5 separate regions of the Mus musculus genome follow, and regions 1, 3, 4 and 5 are each linked to region 2. The links are chromatin contacts, called in public HiCAR-type, HiChIP or PLAC-seq and promoter capture Hi-C maps. All regions are on one chromosome and are shown on one strand. Each heading gives the region's core, a stretch centred on a gene start, on an enhancer-like site or on the middle of the called end of the contact. The rest is flanking DNA. Distances are from core to core; before and after follow the strand shown. Region 1 holds the start of Med1 (mediator complex subunit 1). Region 2 holds the start of Nfe2l1 (nuclear factor, erythroid derived 2,-like 1). Region 3 holds the start of Zfp652os (zinc finger protein 652, opposite strand). Region 4 holds the start of Phb (prohibitin). Region 5 holds the start of Ngfr (nerve growth factor receptor (TNFR superfamily, member 16)).

The links. Promoter capture Hi-C pulls out the DNA fragments that hold promoters and counts their contacts. HiCAR-type assays count read pairs that join an accessible place to other places. HiChIP or PLAC-seq counts read pairs in DNA pulled down with a chosen protein or histone mark.
Region 1: a promoter capture Hi-C map of pre-B cells shows a contact between it and region 2, with 4 times the contacts expected there. The contact joins the promoter of Med1 here to the promoter of Nfe2l1 in region 2. A contact is called at or near these places in 2 of 39 promoter capture datasets (liver and pre-B cells).
Region 3: a contact with region 2 is called in a promoter capture Hi-C map of 3T3-L1-derived adipocytes, with 4 times the contacts expected there. The contact joins the promoter of Zfp652os here to the promoter of Nfe2l1 in region 2. A contact is called at or near these places in 7 of 39 promoter capture datasets (3T3-L1-derived adipocytes, the C10 cell line, frontonasal cranial neural crest and 3 more) and 4 of 115 datasets of contacts at active chromatin or transcription factors (astrocytes, bone marrow-derived dendritic cells, neural tube and 1 more).
Region 4: a contact with region 2 is called in a HiCAR-type map of astrocytes, with 4 times the contacts expected there. The contact joins the promoter of Phb here to the promoter of Nfe2l1 in region 2. A contact is called at or near these places in 1 of 484 Hi-C or Micro-C datasets (B cells) and 3 of 115 datasets of contacts at active chromatin or transcription factors (astrocytes, forebrain and large pre-B cells).
Region 5: an H3K4me3 HiChIP or PLAC-seq map of embryonic hindbrain shows a contact between it and region 2, with 4 times the contacts expected there. The contact joins the promoter of Ngfr here to the promoter of Nfe2l1 in region 2. A contact is called at or near these places in 1 of 39 promoter capture datasets (pre-B cells) and 1 of 115 datasets of contacts at active chromatin or transcription factors (embryonic hindbrain).

The regions. Positions count from the first base shown.
Region 1 is chr11:98,192,042-98,194,741 of GRCm38.p6, reverse strand. Med1 (mediator complex subunit 1) reads left to right here and starts at 1,449. Exons shown (of 17, transcript NM_001080118.1): 1 at 1,449-1,683. The coding sequence starts at 1,659. Gm38963 (a long non-coding RNA gene) reads left to right here. Exons shown (of 4, transcript XR_880193.2): 4 at 705-806.
Region 2 is chr11:96,828,637-96,831,336 of GRCm38.p6, reverse strand. It overlaps Nfe2l1 (nuclear factor, erythroid derived 2,-like 1), which reads left to right and starts at 1,369. Exons shown (of 5, transcript NM_008686.3): 1 at 1,369-1,518.
Region 3 is chr11:95,711,320-95,714,019 of GRCm38.p6, reverse strand. Zfp652os (zinc finger protein 652, opposite strand) reads left to right here and starts at 1,266. Exons shown (of 2, transcript NR_045780.1): 1 at 1,266-1,392.
Region 4 is chr11:95,665,507-95,668,206 of GRCm38.p6, reverse strand. It overlaps Phb (prohibitin), which reads right to left and starts at 1,250. Exons shown (of 7, transcript NM_008831.4): 1 at 1,165-1,250; 2 at 56-170. The coding sequence starts at 143.
Region 5 is chr11:95,586,276-95,588,975 of GRCm38.p6, reverse strand. It overlaps Ngfr (nerve growth factor receptor (TNFR superfamily, member 16)), which reads left to right and starts at 1,278. Exons shown (of 6, transcript NM_033217.3): 1 at 1,278-1,492. The coding sequence starts at 1,418.

The sequences.
Region 1 (2,700 bases), core at 200-2,699, 1.4 Mb before region 2:
TCTTTTTAAGAATTTTAGATATTACTTTAACAGTTTCTGTGCTTGATATAGGTTAAGTCCTTATTTATTTACTATAAATTGTGCATTACCTCTGTACAAATGGGAAACAAATTAAGCTCAATTTAGATCAATATACTGTTAATTTCTGTACAGAGCCAAGCTCAACATGGTAAACGATGATAATGTTTTCCAAAAATCATCTTCTTTGTGTGTGTGAAGTCATTCTTTTTTTGTTTTGTTTTTGTTTGTTTGTTTGTTTTGTTTTTTGGGTTTTTTTTTTTTTTTTGGTTTTTCGAGACAGGGTTTCTCTGTGTAGCCCTGGCTGTCCTGGAACTCACTCTGTAAACCAGGCTGGCCTCCAACTCAGAAATCTGCCTGCCTCTGCCTCCCTAGTTCCTTTCTTTTTCTTTTATTTATTATATATATATGTATGTATGCGTGTATATGTGTATATGTATGTGTGTGTGTGTGTGTATATATATATACTGTACCTGTCTTCAGACACTCCAGAAGAGTGAGTCAGATCTCATTACAGATGGTTGTGAGCCACCATGTGGTTGCTGGGAATTGAACTCAGGACCTCCTGAAGAGCAGTCGGTGCTCTTAAATTAACTGAGCCATCTCTCCAGCCCCTTCTTTCTTTTTTTTAAACAACATAACTGCTTCTGGTTCTTCAGGAAATTTCACCTTCCCACTTTCTCTAGGAATTAAACCCAGGACTTCAGACATGCTAATCAGGTATGTTGCTGGTGAGTTACAAGTCTTGTCATCTTACAAATCTTACTTTTTTGTTGTTTTGTTTTGTTTTTGTCCAGGCAAGGTTTCTCTGTAGCCTTGGCTGTCCAGAAACTTTGTAGACCAGGCTGCCCTCATACTCAGAGATCTACCTGCCTCTCCCTTCAGAGCGCTGGGATTAAAGGTGTGCGCCACCACCAGGCAAACTCTAAACACCCAAACACTAAAACTCACTGGAAATCTTTCAGTAGAGATTATTTTGTAAGGACCGGTTTTCACTATCCCCTTCCTCATTGGGATTATAGGAGTGTGCCACTTTTCCAGGTGCTCAAAGAGCAAACATTTTGTTTCGTTTGAGACAGGGTTTCTCTGTGTAGCCATGGCTGTCCTGGAACTCACACTGTAGACCAGGCTGGCCTCGAACTCAGAGTTCCGCCTGTCTGCTGGGATCAAAGGCTTGAGCCGCCACCACCGCGGGACGGAAGAGCTAACGCTTTTAATTTACAAATTGTGTAACTGTCGGGATGCAAACATAAACTTTCAGAGAGATGTCAACTCTGGGCACACACCCTTAGACGCCAAGGTGTGAATTCTGAGCCAATCGGAGCCGGGCCTGCTAGAGATCCTGCGGGGAGGACGAAATCAGCCAACCTCCGCGAGACTTTGGTGCGGTTCCTTCTTCCTCCGTCTCACAGGAACACGATTAATCTCGCGATCTTTGGGAAGTTCCGTTGGGGAAGATGGCGGCGGCCGCGAGCACCCTTCTCTTCTTGCCGCCGGGGACTTCAGACTGAGCCTTCCCCGGAAGAGTCGGGGCCGCTGGTGCGCCGCTTCCCCGGAGCCCAGGCTAACTTGGTTCCCCTCTGAGTGGCGGGGAAAGGCTCCCCGGCTCGTGGCGGACCCAAGACCTCCCCGCTGTCAGGATGAAGGCTCAGGGGGAAACCGAGGGTGAGTGACTGGGGGGTGGCGGGGAAGGAGGGGCGGTACACCGCTGCGGCGAGCCAATCCGAGAGAGGAGGTGGGGACCCACGCCCCTCCAGGGCCACCGTGCGTGGGACCGGATCCTGGTGGAATGTGCATCTTAGATCCCGACCGAGCCCTACAGATGCTGGAGCGCCTCCTCCGGGGCGCTGCTCCCCCGTCTCCTCCACTCGTGAAAGGTTTTCTGCGGGACGAGGGACGAGGAAGTTGAGCCTCAGGGTACTTTGAGCTTAGCCCGGTGGGACCCAAGGAGAGGGAAACTGAAACTTGTTGATGCTTTGTTCCAGGAGAGATCGCTGAAGATGACACTAGAACAATGTAATGTCAAAGTAATGGAGGGTGTTTTAGCCGGAGTGACTTGCTTGGTTCGATCTTCATCATAGTAAAAGCGGGCCGTTTATTACTTGGAAGGTCATAGTGTTCAAATACTGTGCTGTGTCTTTACGAACTGCTTTCAGTTGTGCACGACCGGTGGCTTTAAAGCTTGGGGGAGAGGTGTTCAGAACTATAAACTGGCAGGAACAATCCCCAAACCAGTTTCCCAGTTGAGGGAAGAAAAGGGAAGGGATAGAATCTTCTTTGTTTCTTGAGACAAGGTCCCCCTGCCTCAGCCTCCCAAGTGCGGGCTTACACACCTCTCGGCCAGCTAAGAGTTTGATTCTTGGTTCAGATACTCCCTCCCACGACCTGGACTGGCTTATCCAAAAATGAAGTCTCGACATTTGTAGCAAAGTGGACGATACTCAAAATAAGCCATATTAAGATAAATAGCACATTTTCTCTTATGAGGAATCTCGACGTAGGTATGTGTTGGTGTGTGTTGGTTGTGAAAACATGGGACCATGTGGGAACAAAGGAGGTCTGCAGGATAGAAAGGTTAGTGGAATATGAAATGAAGTGAGAGGTTTGGCTGTTTGGAGGTTGGGGCAGTGTGGCTCTCAGAGGGAGAGGACTTGGACCAAGTATAATGGCCTATATGTATAA
Region 2 (2,700 bases), core at 120-2,619:
CACAAATGTCTAGTTTTCATAAATTTTGTATTCTAGTAATTTATTGGGACACACTAAAAAACGATGAAGTAAAAACAGTCTTTGAAAGTGTTAACTAGCTCAAAATAATTTGTTTCCATTTAAAAAGGTATGTGGTAGCTTAATAATTTTTGTAAGAATCAGTTGAATTCTTGGTGCATATTATATCTGTGAAACGTACTTTACATTCTGAGAACCCCTCCATATTGGTGCTAACTCTCCTAGCACAGCGTGAAGTGAACTTATCTGCTGCATTATCAGTTGGCCTTGTCCTTAATTGCACAAGGACAGCGAATAATGAACTGTCAACTAGATTATGGCCTCTTAAAAGGAGACAAGAACTCAGTTGGCATCTCACCTCTGTCCCACAGCTACACAGTACAAACTTCAATACAATGATTTCCTACATGTGGTCTTCGGACCAGCTGTATCAGAATTACTTATAGGGAACGTTATCAGGCCCCTACCACAGGGTCACTGAACAAGAATCTCACAAAGGCTTTGTAATTTGGAATCTAATAAATGATGTTGAGAGCACACTTATATTTGAGTCACAAAAAATGTTTTGGTACTATAGTTGTATGGGGAACTCTGGCAACGATGGAACGTTCCTGAAAAGCAAAAACTAAGCTGTGTGCGAGGTTAGAGGAAGGGGAGGGGCTCTTCCCGGTGTTTCTTTGATGGCAAAAACGAGTTACTATGTCCTATCTATCACACTACCAACATTTCTCTAAGGCCCTCGTCTGCCCCGCAGTTTCCACGACCTGACTGTTGCCTGGGCTACAAGATGCCACCCTTCCTGCCTGACGAACAGGTTACACCAGGCTCTAAGGCAGACAGGGGGTACCGGTTTCCGTTGCCAGGACTCAAGATGGCGACACGAACGTCGCGACCATCAGAGCCACATGCTCCGTACTCCGCCTCGGCCCCCCCCTCGGATCTCACTGGACTTTTACAAGTCACCGTGGGGACCCTCAAGGACGGAATCTCGGGCTCCGGCGTCAATGCTCCATTATCTGCCTTAAAGGACCGCATTCCTAGGCACACAATGAGCTAGAATCACCTAACTTACAACACCGCCCACCTCCAACCCGCAGCGGAGAGGTTCAGAATGCCGGACACTAGGGCCTTCGCCTCACTCATTGGTGGGTCCATACCGGGGGGCGGGCCTGCACACTCATTGGACTTCTCTCCACGTCAGTCTCGGGAGGACTGTGCCGAGTGGGCAGACACAAACTCGACTATTGGGTTTTCTTTGCTGTCAATCAAAGTGACATCCGGTGACGACTCTAGTCCCGGCTATCTGATTGGACCAACTGTTTCTGGGGTGGCCGTGGCGGGCGGGTTTCCGAGTGCAGTGGAAGGAGGGGGCGGGGAGGGAAGCCGAGGCTGGGCGCTCCAGGCCGGCCGGAGGTGGCGGCGACGGCGGCGGTGGCGAGGCCGGGACTTGGGCTGAGGGCCTGCTGTGGCGGCAGCGACAGACTGTGACCTCAGCAGCGGGTACCTGCTCTAATTCCCTTCCCCAACGAGATAGCCGCGGTGCAACAGGGCCGAAAGCTTGTGGGATAAGGGGCGGCGAGATGTGGTTGAGGAGCAGGAGGCGGGACCCGGGAGGCCGAGAGGGGTCTTGATCGGGCTCGGGCCCTGGACACGGCCGGAAAGAAACGCGGGGCCGACCAGAAAGCGTGTTCCTGGGTGGGCTGGACTGAGAAGGGCCGAGGGCATGGGAGGGCGTGGTGAGGCTGGGCTCGCGAGCGGGGTGGGGCCTGGGGAACGGAGGGCGGGGTGAGGCTCGCTTTTAAGGGTGGGTCAAGGCCAGCAAAGTAGCACTTGTCGCTCCGTGTCCCAGAAAGCTTGGAGGCGCGTCGGCGAGAGTGGGCATGGCAGCTTGGTCTCATCCAGACTCGGGTACGGCAGGGTGGGACCGGACTGGGGCCGGAGCGCTCTCTCTTTGGCCTTGTGGGCTTTGAAGAACTTTGTCTGCTCTCTCAAACTTTAAGTGGCTCTTGGGAAGTTTTAGTAGTAAATTGCGCGAGGACGGGCGGGTTTCAAAAGCAGGGATGTTTACTCAACCGAATGAGGGTATTCGTGGGTGTGTGTGTCTCCTACGTGTCGCTCCCACTTCACCTTTAGAGCGAAGTTGATAGTGGGCCACAGTAGAGGAGTTTAGGAATTTAATGGAAGCTCAAAAGTAGAAATCAGAAATGGGAAGGCAAATTTACCTTCTCCCCACTTGGCAAGTGAGATCGAGAACTTGGCCATATCCTTCTGCTTTGGCTCAGAAGGTCATGTGAATAAAGCTAAAACCTGTGAATTCAAATTCCAGGTGGAGCACGGCTCCACAATCTTCCACTGTCCTCCTGTACCCTACCCTGTTCTTTTATTTTGCCATACTGGGGATTGGACCTAGGGCCTCTAACCAGGCACCCGTGATCTGTATCCTTGTCCTGGACATTCTTTTATTTTACTATTGAAACCAGGCTGGTCTTAAACCCCTGATCTTAACGTTTCAACGTTCTGAGTGGCCTGTGCTATTAGGCTGGTCTTTTATTTAAAAAAATAAATTAATTAATTAACGAATGAAAGAATGATAGGAAAGGGGAAATGAGATTTCAAAAGTTGGAATAACAAAAAGGCATATGAAATGGAGGCCTGAACATTTTCATGTATTTTTTCACAGTC
Region 3 (2,700 bases), core at 17-2,516, 1.1 Mb after region 2:
TGTGTGTGTGTGTGTGTGTGTGTGTGTGTGTGTGCTCGCGCGTGTTCCTGATGTTGTTGTTGGGGGAGGGATGAGCTAGATGTAATCAAAGACCGGCCCGCTTCAAAGAGGAGCATACAGGATCTTAAATCCTAAAGACTGACTTCGAGGCAAAGCAGAGACATCTATCATTTCTACAATAGTCATCCCTCGACAACGAACATGTTTCATAGAGATGTAACAGGGGTATCCCTCTCTTTGGTGTCTCCGACCTGGGACTCTTTAGTAAAGCCTGATTGGAGGGGTGGACGAAGTGAGGGTGGAGAAAGGTCTGCATCGCCCACTGGGCTGAGTGTGGTGCTGCGGGTGGCGAGTGTACATCACATGCGTGTTATCTCCTGGTGCCACAATACTCTCGAGGGCTGGAGGTTTGGGCGCAACCGCACGGCGGGGGAGGTAGTGGGTGCAAGCCACCAGCTGCAGGGCAAGAGAATGCTCTCCTCAGCCTACTAACCCGTGCACCCCGGCCACCCCGTCAGGCCTCGAGGCGAACCCACTCGCTGCAAAACTGCAGCTAAGCTGGGGAGAGGGGGCGGGGGTACGGAGCCGGCACCCCGGGCCAAGCTGAGAGCGGCAGACGCGCAGCGCCCGGGGCCTGCCCGCCGGATGGGGGCTGCTCCGGCCTAGCGCACGCAGCTGCCTCGGCGCAGGCTCCTCCGGCTCCGCCAGCCCGGCCGGGCGCAGAGGAAACGCGGCTGCCAGGGCGCCGCCGCGGCGGGAGGCGAGAGCGCGGGGAAGGGGCTCCTACTCACCCGGGCCGCCGCCGCCGCCGCCACCGCCACCACCGCCGCTTCGGCGGCCCATCCCCGCGGCGGGGGCCTGTCGCCGCGCCGCGCCGCGTCGCTCCAGTCCCCACCGCCCGCCGTGCCGGCCCCTCCCCCTGCCCAACGTCTGCGCTCTGGGCCGATCCTCAGACCCGGCCTCGGCCGCCGCCGCCGCCGCCGCCGCAGCGCTACGTGGCCGCCGCTCCGACGTCTCGCGACTCCCTTCCGAGCGCGCGAGGCCGAGCGGGGCCGCGGAGCGGGCGGCGCGCGGGGCGGGCGGCGGGGGAGGGGGTGTGCTGTAGGGATGTCGTGCGCGAAGGGGGCAGGGAGGCCGGCGGGAGCGCGCGCGCGCGCACGCCCCTGCACGCGCCCCCCCCTCCCCCCCGCGCGGTCGGGATCCCGACACCTCCCCCCCCTACACACCCCATCCCCGGCTATGGGGGTCGGCGCGCATGCGCGGCCCTCGGCTCGGCCTGGGCGCACCTTTTCTCCCTCCTGCCACAATGTGAGCGCTCAGCCGAGCAGATAACCGCCGGCTGCCTGCTCCACCCCCGGCCCTTGCCCACTCCGCCCACTCCCGAGCGCCCAGGTAAAGTCGTGGGCTGCGCATGCGCGACGCTTAAGGGGGTGGGGGCGTGGTTTTCAAAAGGAAGCCTGAAGGCAGAAGACGAAGTATCTGTGGGCAGGGGGTTTGAGATCCTAAGAAATAAGAAAACGTAAAAGTGCAAAGGGGGGAGAAAGTGGAAAAGTGGGTCAGAGTGAGATTTGGAAGTAGATATCTTTGACTTATGGAATACGGTTCAAAAAGAAAAAAACCCTAATTGCTGGCCACCTTGTTAGTAGAGAGCAGTCAGTGAGTGACAGAAATAGAAGGGGCGACACTTGTAAGAAGTAGCCATCCACCAGACAAATGGGATAGTTGATTACAACTAGGGGGATTTAGAGACCGCCAGTATGGTAAGCAAACAGGATGGACTGCTGGGCTCATCCTGTGGCCAGAAATAGGGAAGTGTGTGCGTGCGTGCGTGTGTCTGTGTGGTCTGTGTGTGTGCGCGCGTGCGCTAGAGTCCCAGAACTGTTGCAAGAAAGGAAGGCTCCATTGGAAGAAGCATGACCACATTATGACTAATTAGCTATTAATCATTAATATAATTAATGGTACTATTAGCTAACAAGGTAGCATTTATCCAAGCTCAGAGCCAAAAGAGAGTGTCTGTAATTGAAAGTGCTTAGTGTACAGGGAGAGGAAATGACTTGGCAAGTGAAGTCTCCATGAAAAAGACCCAAGATGACATCCCTAAGATCAGGATAACCCTTCCCCACCAGAAACCAAACTTCTGAAGGTCTCTACAGCTTGAATGGAGCTCCTAACATTGTTGGTTTTTATTGTTGGGCTCTACTACATTTTTTCTTTCTTTCTTTCTTTCTTTCTTTCTTTCTTTTACATTGTGTGTATGAATGTTTTACCTGGATGTGTGCATGTGCACCTGTGACATTTGATGGATTCCCCTGGAACTGGGGTTATGAGTGGCTTGTAGGACGGGGGGGGGGGGGGCGGCTAGGAATTGAACCCAGGTCCGCTGTAAGAGTAAGAAGAGCTTTTAACTTCTGAGCCATCTCTCCAGCCCTCTTCTTCTAACATTAAGAACATAGGATATTAATGTTCTTCCACAAAAGCTGACCCCCACATCATAGAAACAATTTCCATATAGATGCAGCTAACTTTTTCTCCCAGAACAGCCGGCCATAACCCACTCACCCAAACCTTCGAGGGAATAAAATGACCTGAGTCTGGGACAAAGTTAGGAGCTTGAAGCTTTATAAAGAGCTGACTCTGTCTTTGGCCCCTTCCAAAAACAGGTGTTTGGGTTTTATTGTACTTAGACTCCAGAAGCCA
Region 4 (2,700 bases), core at 1-2,500, 1.2 Mb after region 2:
CACATGGGCTATGCAGATCAACAGAAACTATGCAGAAAGCTCTTCCGCGCCTCACCATTATACAAAGCAGAGTTCACCACGCCTCCTGCAACTGCCAACGCCAGGCCGAACTTTCCAATGGACTCAAACACTTTGGCAGCCATGACTCCTTCTGTTGCTTCCACTCACACCTAAACACGGGGTAAACATAAAACACTTTGACACCAGATTCTCAGAGAAAGCCCGCTCTGAGGCACAGAGTTCATGTCTCAACATACATTTTCATATGTCTACACCTGTGGGCCCAAACTCACTCACTGAACGCCCCATAACACTGACCACCTTGCAAACTGTAGATCATGTCTGCGTTTGTGGACGTGTTTCTTTACAACCATTCAGAGAAAGAGTCTGCGACACTTGGCTCAGCGTAGGAACGGTGCTTTGTACCCACGAGGAACTTAGTACACAGAAAAACCACACTCCCTTTTCCTAGACCAATAGGCCACAAGCGAGACCGGTGCTACACGGCTGAAGCCAACAACAAAAAGGGCAATTTCTGTTAACATTTAAGTTACACGGTCTCCGACAGCCTTGTTTAACCTTCAGTTACTTTATGAAGGTTATGACTGCTGAAGTGCATAGAGAGGTTATACTCTTAAGTAGTAGAACCAGGGTTAGAATGAGAAGACCGAATTCTAGAAGACATTGTAGAACTCCTCCCCATACCAGTTAATAGGAAAGCAGGGGCTGGCAGGGGTGCAGCGAGGCAGAGCGGTGAAGGACTGGAGGTGGGGCTGCGGCGGGACGGGTGGGGGCACGTAGCTGACAAACTAGAAACCAGTTAGCCTTGAACTTTTTAATGTCCCGCCCCTGCGTCACCCTTGGTACAATCCTCAAACTCGCCCTCCCCTTTCTCAGACTTCAACTGCTTGTGTATCGGGATTTCTCCATGCACATTTATCCTCTGTCTCTGACATCCAGCTCTTTTTACTCCACCAGCTTCTGGATTTTTCCTCATCCTGTCCCCTCCCCTTGCACATTCCTAACTCCTTCTGGACCGAGATTTCCCCCTTCTCCACTAGGCGTACCCACACATGCATCCCATGCCCTCATTGTACATAGGAAAGCAGAGGCAGGCTACAGGGACATAGGACCAGAGGCCTCTACCGCTCCTACCACGCTTACCTGCTTTCACTCTGACCTCCACATGAATTCCCCAGCTCCGGATACTGCGCGTGCGCCAGGCAGCTCCTCCCCCCCCCCCGACCCCCGCCTCTTCAAGATCCGACCCTTCAATTGGTGAAGCCGAGCGACGTGCATTCTGGGAAACGTGTTTTGCAGTCTTCCGCGGGCTCTGTGGCTTTAATGAGGTCAACTACAACTCCCAAAAGATCATGCAGCAACGGGCTCTTTCAGGAAACCCGTTTCTGACTGGTGAGAACGGATGGGATGTTGCCGCAAAGCCTTTCGGGAGTTGTAGTTCCTTGGTAATATATGCACGTGCCTATTCCTCAAGGAGGTGGTTCCAGAAGCCGGAAGCAGACTGGATCGGAAAGGAGTTGGGCTTCCACTTGGTAGAGGAAATCACAAGGTGGTGAAGGAATGGGTGGGCATTTTGGATAAAGGTGAGGTAAAATAATTCATGCACTGAGAGACTGCTAGGGAAGTTAAGGACAGCCCTCAGGGACGTAAGATGTTGATCTTCCAAGCCACTCCATAACCTTAAAAACGGCTTAGAAAGAAGAGGAAGGGAGTCGGTCATTCAGGTCTTGCAATACTTCAGTAAAGGCTCTTGATTTAGGGTCTAAATCTCTGGGCATCTTTTTTTCCAAGTTATATTCGAGGAATTGCAAAAAAGGGACGGAGATCATGTGTATGGCTTCTCAAGTTCACCTGTTGTCAACAATTTGCGTATTTGTTGTTGTTTTTGTTCCATCTCCTCGCCTCCCTCCACTTTTCTCTTTCTCCTACTATTCTCTAAGATCAAGGATATCTATCCTCTTACTTTTTGTTTTGTTTTGTTTTTTGTTTTTGTTTGTTTGTTTGTTTTCGAGACAGGGTTTCTCTGTGTAGCCCTAGCTGTCCTGGAACTCACTCTATAGACCAGGCTGGCCTCGAATTCAGAAATCCGCCTGCCTCTGGCTCCCAAGTGCTGGGATTAAAGCGTCCGCCACCACGCCCGGCTACTATCCTTTTACTTAAGTAAATATTATCCATGTCTGCATTCCAATTTTGCCAATTAAGCAAATAGTGACTTTTATAGCATTCCTCTCCATGACACAAATCTAAAATGAAGTAGTTTATTTTTTTGGGCTTGTTGCTCCCGAAATACAAACTCTCCTGAGAATATCTGTAAAGAACATGAAAACCCCTGGCACTGTGGCGCAATGGATAGTGCATTGGACTTCTAAGAAAGACCTGCTCCTTATTCTTAGCTTAACTTTTATTTAAAAGATAAAATGCAATTTTAAATTTGCAATCGGTATTTATTTCTTATTAAAATATAAGAAGCCAGATATACATTTAAAAGAAAGGAAGAAAGAAAACGAACGAACGAACATGAAAGCAAGCTAGGTGCAGTGGTGCACGACTTCAATCCCAGCACCCAGGAGGCAGAAGCAGGTGGCATCTGAGAGAGAGAGAGAGAGGGAGAGAGGGAGAGAGAGAGAGAATGTGAAGACACAAGGAAGACTATTGGGGTGGAAGAGAGACTGGAAGGGC
Region 5 (2,700 bases), core at 29-2,528, 1.2 Mb after region 2:
AAGACTGACTGCACATTCCTTGGCATACAGGTGGTTTGATGTGCCACGCTTCTAGAGCATGGCCAGTGTGATCCTCAGAAGGCCTACACAGCTCACGGATGAGTCTGTGGATGTTGAATCCATTCAACAGCTCTCCCCTTGAATCCCCTCCATGACTGAACACTTGGGTGGTCAGAGAAGACACTACTGTCCCTGCCCGTAGGAAACTCACAAACTCATGTAATCATGTTTGTGTGTTGTCTGTATACTCTGTGTGTGTGTGTGTGTGTGTGTGTGTGTGTGTGTGTGTGTGTGTGTGCATTTGAGGGCAAAATACAGATGTGGGCTTGTGTGACTACCACTGTGCAGTGCACACATGTGAGTGTGTAGGAGTGTATATGTGAATGTCAGCCTGTGTGCATTGATGTATGTCTGGTCTGTGTTAGGAGCCCTTGTAGGATGAGCAGGTCTATATGAATGCCTGAGGGACGGTATAGGCAGATGTCAGTACGTCAACACACACACGTACAGGTGCACTTGAGAGTGTGTTTGTGTATTCCTGGGGTTTATGTGCACACCTGTGACTCATTCAAGCTCATGAAAGGCTGGAGATAGAGTTCTGTGATACAATGCTTGCTTAGCATGTGTGTGTGTGTGGTCCTAGGTTCTATCATGTGTGTGTGTGTGTGTGTGTGTGTGTGTGTGTGGTCCTAGGTTCTATCATGTGTGTGTGTGTGTATGTGTGTGTGTGTGTAGGAGAGGGGGAGACAGGGACAGAGAGACAGAGACAGAGACAGAGAAACAGTGTCAGACAGATATCCCAAATTATGATATTGGGATAGATTTCACCTTGAAGGCCCCAAGGAACATATCCCTCCACAAGTTGGAACAGAGAGAGAATGGAATAAGGTGTGTATCCAACCATAAAAGGAGGGCAGCCTCATTTTCGGAATAAGGGCTAGGTAGGCAATTAGGCTAAAGATGTTTAAGAGAGTTAACCCCGAGGCAGGCTTCATCAGTAGGAGAGCAATGGCCCCCGTTGGATCCGAAGCATCTTATGCTCAGCATAACCGGAGGTGCCCTGGGTACGTGGGGCAGCCCACTGAGAAGCCACAGCGGGGCACACGGGTGCGGCTCCTCTCACGCCTCACTTGACTGCTCTGGACTCCCCACCCTAGGCAGCCGGGCGGGCGCGGTTCCGGAGGGGTTGGGGGGGGGGGGGAGTTGGGCGGGCTGGGCGGGGAGGAGGCGGGGCTGCTGCATTGCCTTCACCCAGCTGCTCCCGCCCGCTAGCAGCCAGAGCGAGTGGAGCCTCCGCCAGCTCCGGCGGGCAGCGGGCGCTGGAGCGCAGCGCAGCGCAGCTCAGCTCAGCGCGCAGCACCATCGGTCCGCAGAGCGGACTGAGCTAGAAGCTGAGCGCTGTCGCCGGAGGCGAGCAATGAGGAGGGCAGGTGCTGCCTGCAGCGCCATGGACCGGCTGCGCCTGCTGCTGCTGCTGCTGCTGCTTCTAGGGGTAAGTGATTAGTAGGAGGGACCTCCGTTAACCTTTTCAAAGAGCTGAACCCCAAGGGGATGTGGGTGCCACCACCCAGGGAACAGAATAAGACGTTAAGGTCCCAGATGCTGGCAACGGGTGGCGGAGGAGCTGCGGGATCATGACCCACAGGGGCGCTCCTAGCTTCTAGGACTTTCAGAGCGCAGAGGCGACCCAGTCCCAGGATAGAGATGCAGACAGGACTGTTGCAACGACACCCGTTCTTGGTTCTGCTTGCTGCTGCTGGTTCTTGAGCACTACGACGGGTGCGGTGTAGGAGACTGGGAGCAGTCTCGAGTGGGGTGGAGGGAGGTTTGGGAATCTCGGGCGCCTGGGTTCTTTTGACGACAGCGTGTGAATTTTGGGATCCCGAGGGGAGTTTTCTCTTTAGCATCTTAGTCCCTGGGGAGTTGTAGGGCAGAGAGAAGGAAGGGAAAGAGATCGGCACTAAAGATGTGAGGGGCTAGAGACGGAACAATGCGGGAGGCAGCTGGAGGGACTGGAGGCAGAGGGGACCCAGTATGGACAATGGGGACCGGCCAGACAATGGGGGGGAGGGGCATCGAAAGGAGCGATTCGGGAGTGGCAGAGAGGTTGAAGAGAGAGAAGTGGGCTTTATGGAGGGCAGAAAAGAGACAACCACAAAAGAGATAGAGAAATGGAAAGAAGGTGCATACCCTAAAGTGCTCGGGGCCCCGCCTGTCTGTCTACTCAAGGACGATGCGATGAGGACAGCCCAGTCACAGACGTTTCCCGCGTGGGTTCTAGCGCTCTTTCTAGCGGCCTCGCCCAGTCCGGGAATTGCGTCTGGGCATCCCAGGCAGGGAAGAGAGCGCTCACTTCACTATGGCAAATCCGCTTCTAGGGTAGTTCCTTGACAAACCTTTCACGTGGTTTGAAGCAACTCAGTGGACCCGGAGAGACAGAGCCGGGGCATCCCCCTACCCTATTAAACGCCGGCCAGCTCTCGAGATGCGGAGCGCTGGGACTCTCAAGGCTGTGATGGTTCCGGCAGCGCACAGCTAGGGGATGCAAAACCCCAGGCGACCCGCAGGGGGCACTGCGGGCGAGGGATTGCTGTTGGGAGCTGCGTGCGCGCCTTGGGCTGCGCACTGAGTCCCTTCTAAGTTAAGCCGCCACGGGCCCTGAGCCCTCCGTGCTCCTTCCGGTCCAGAACTTAATAGGAT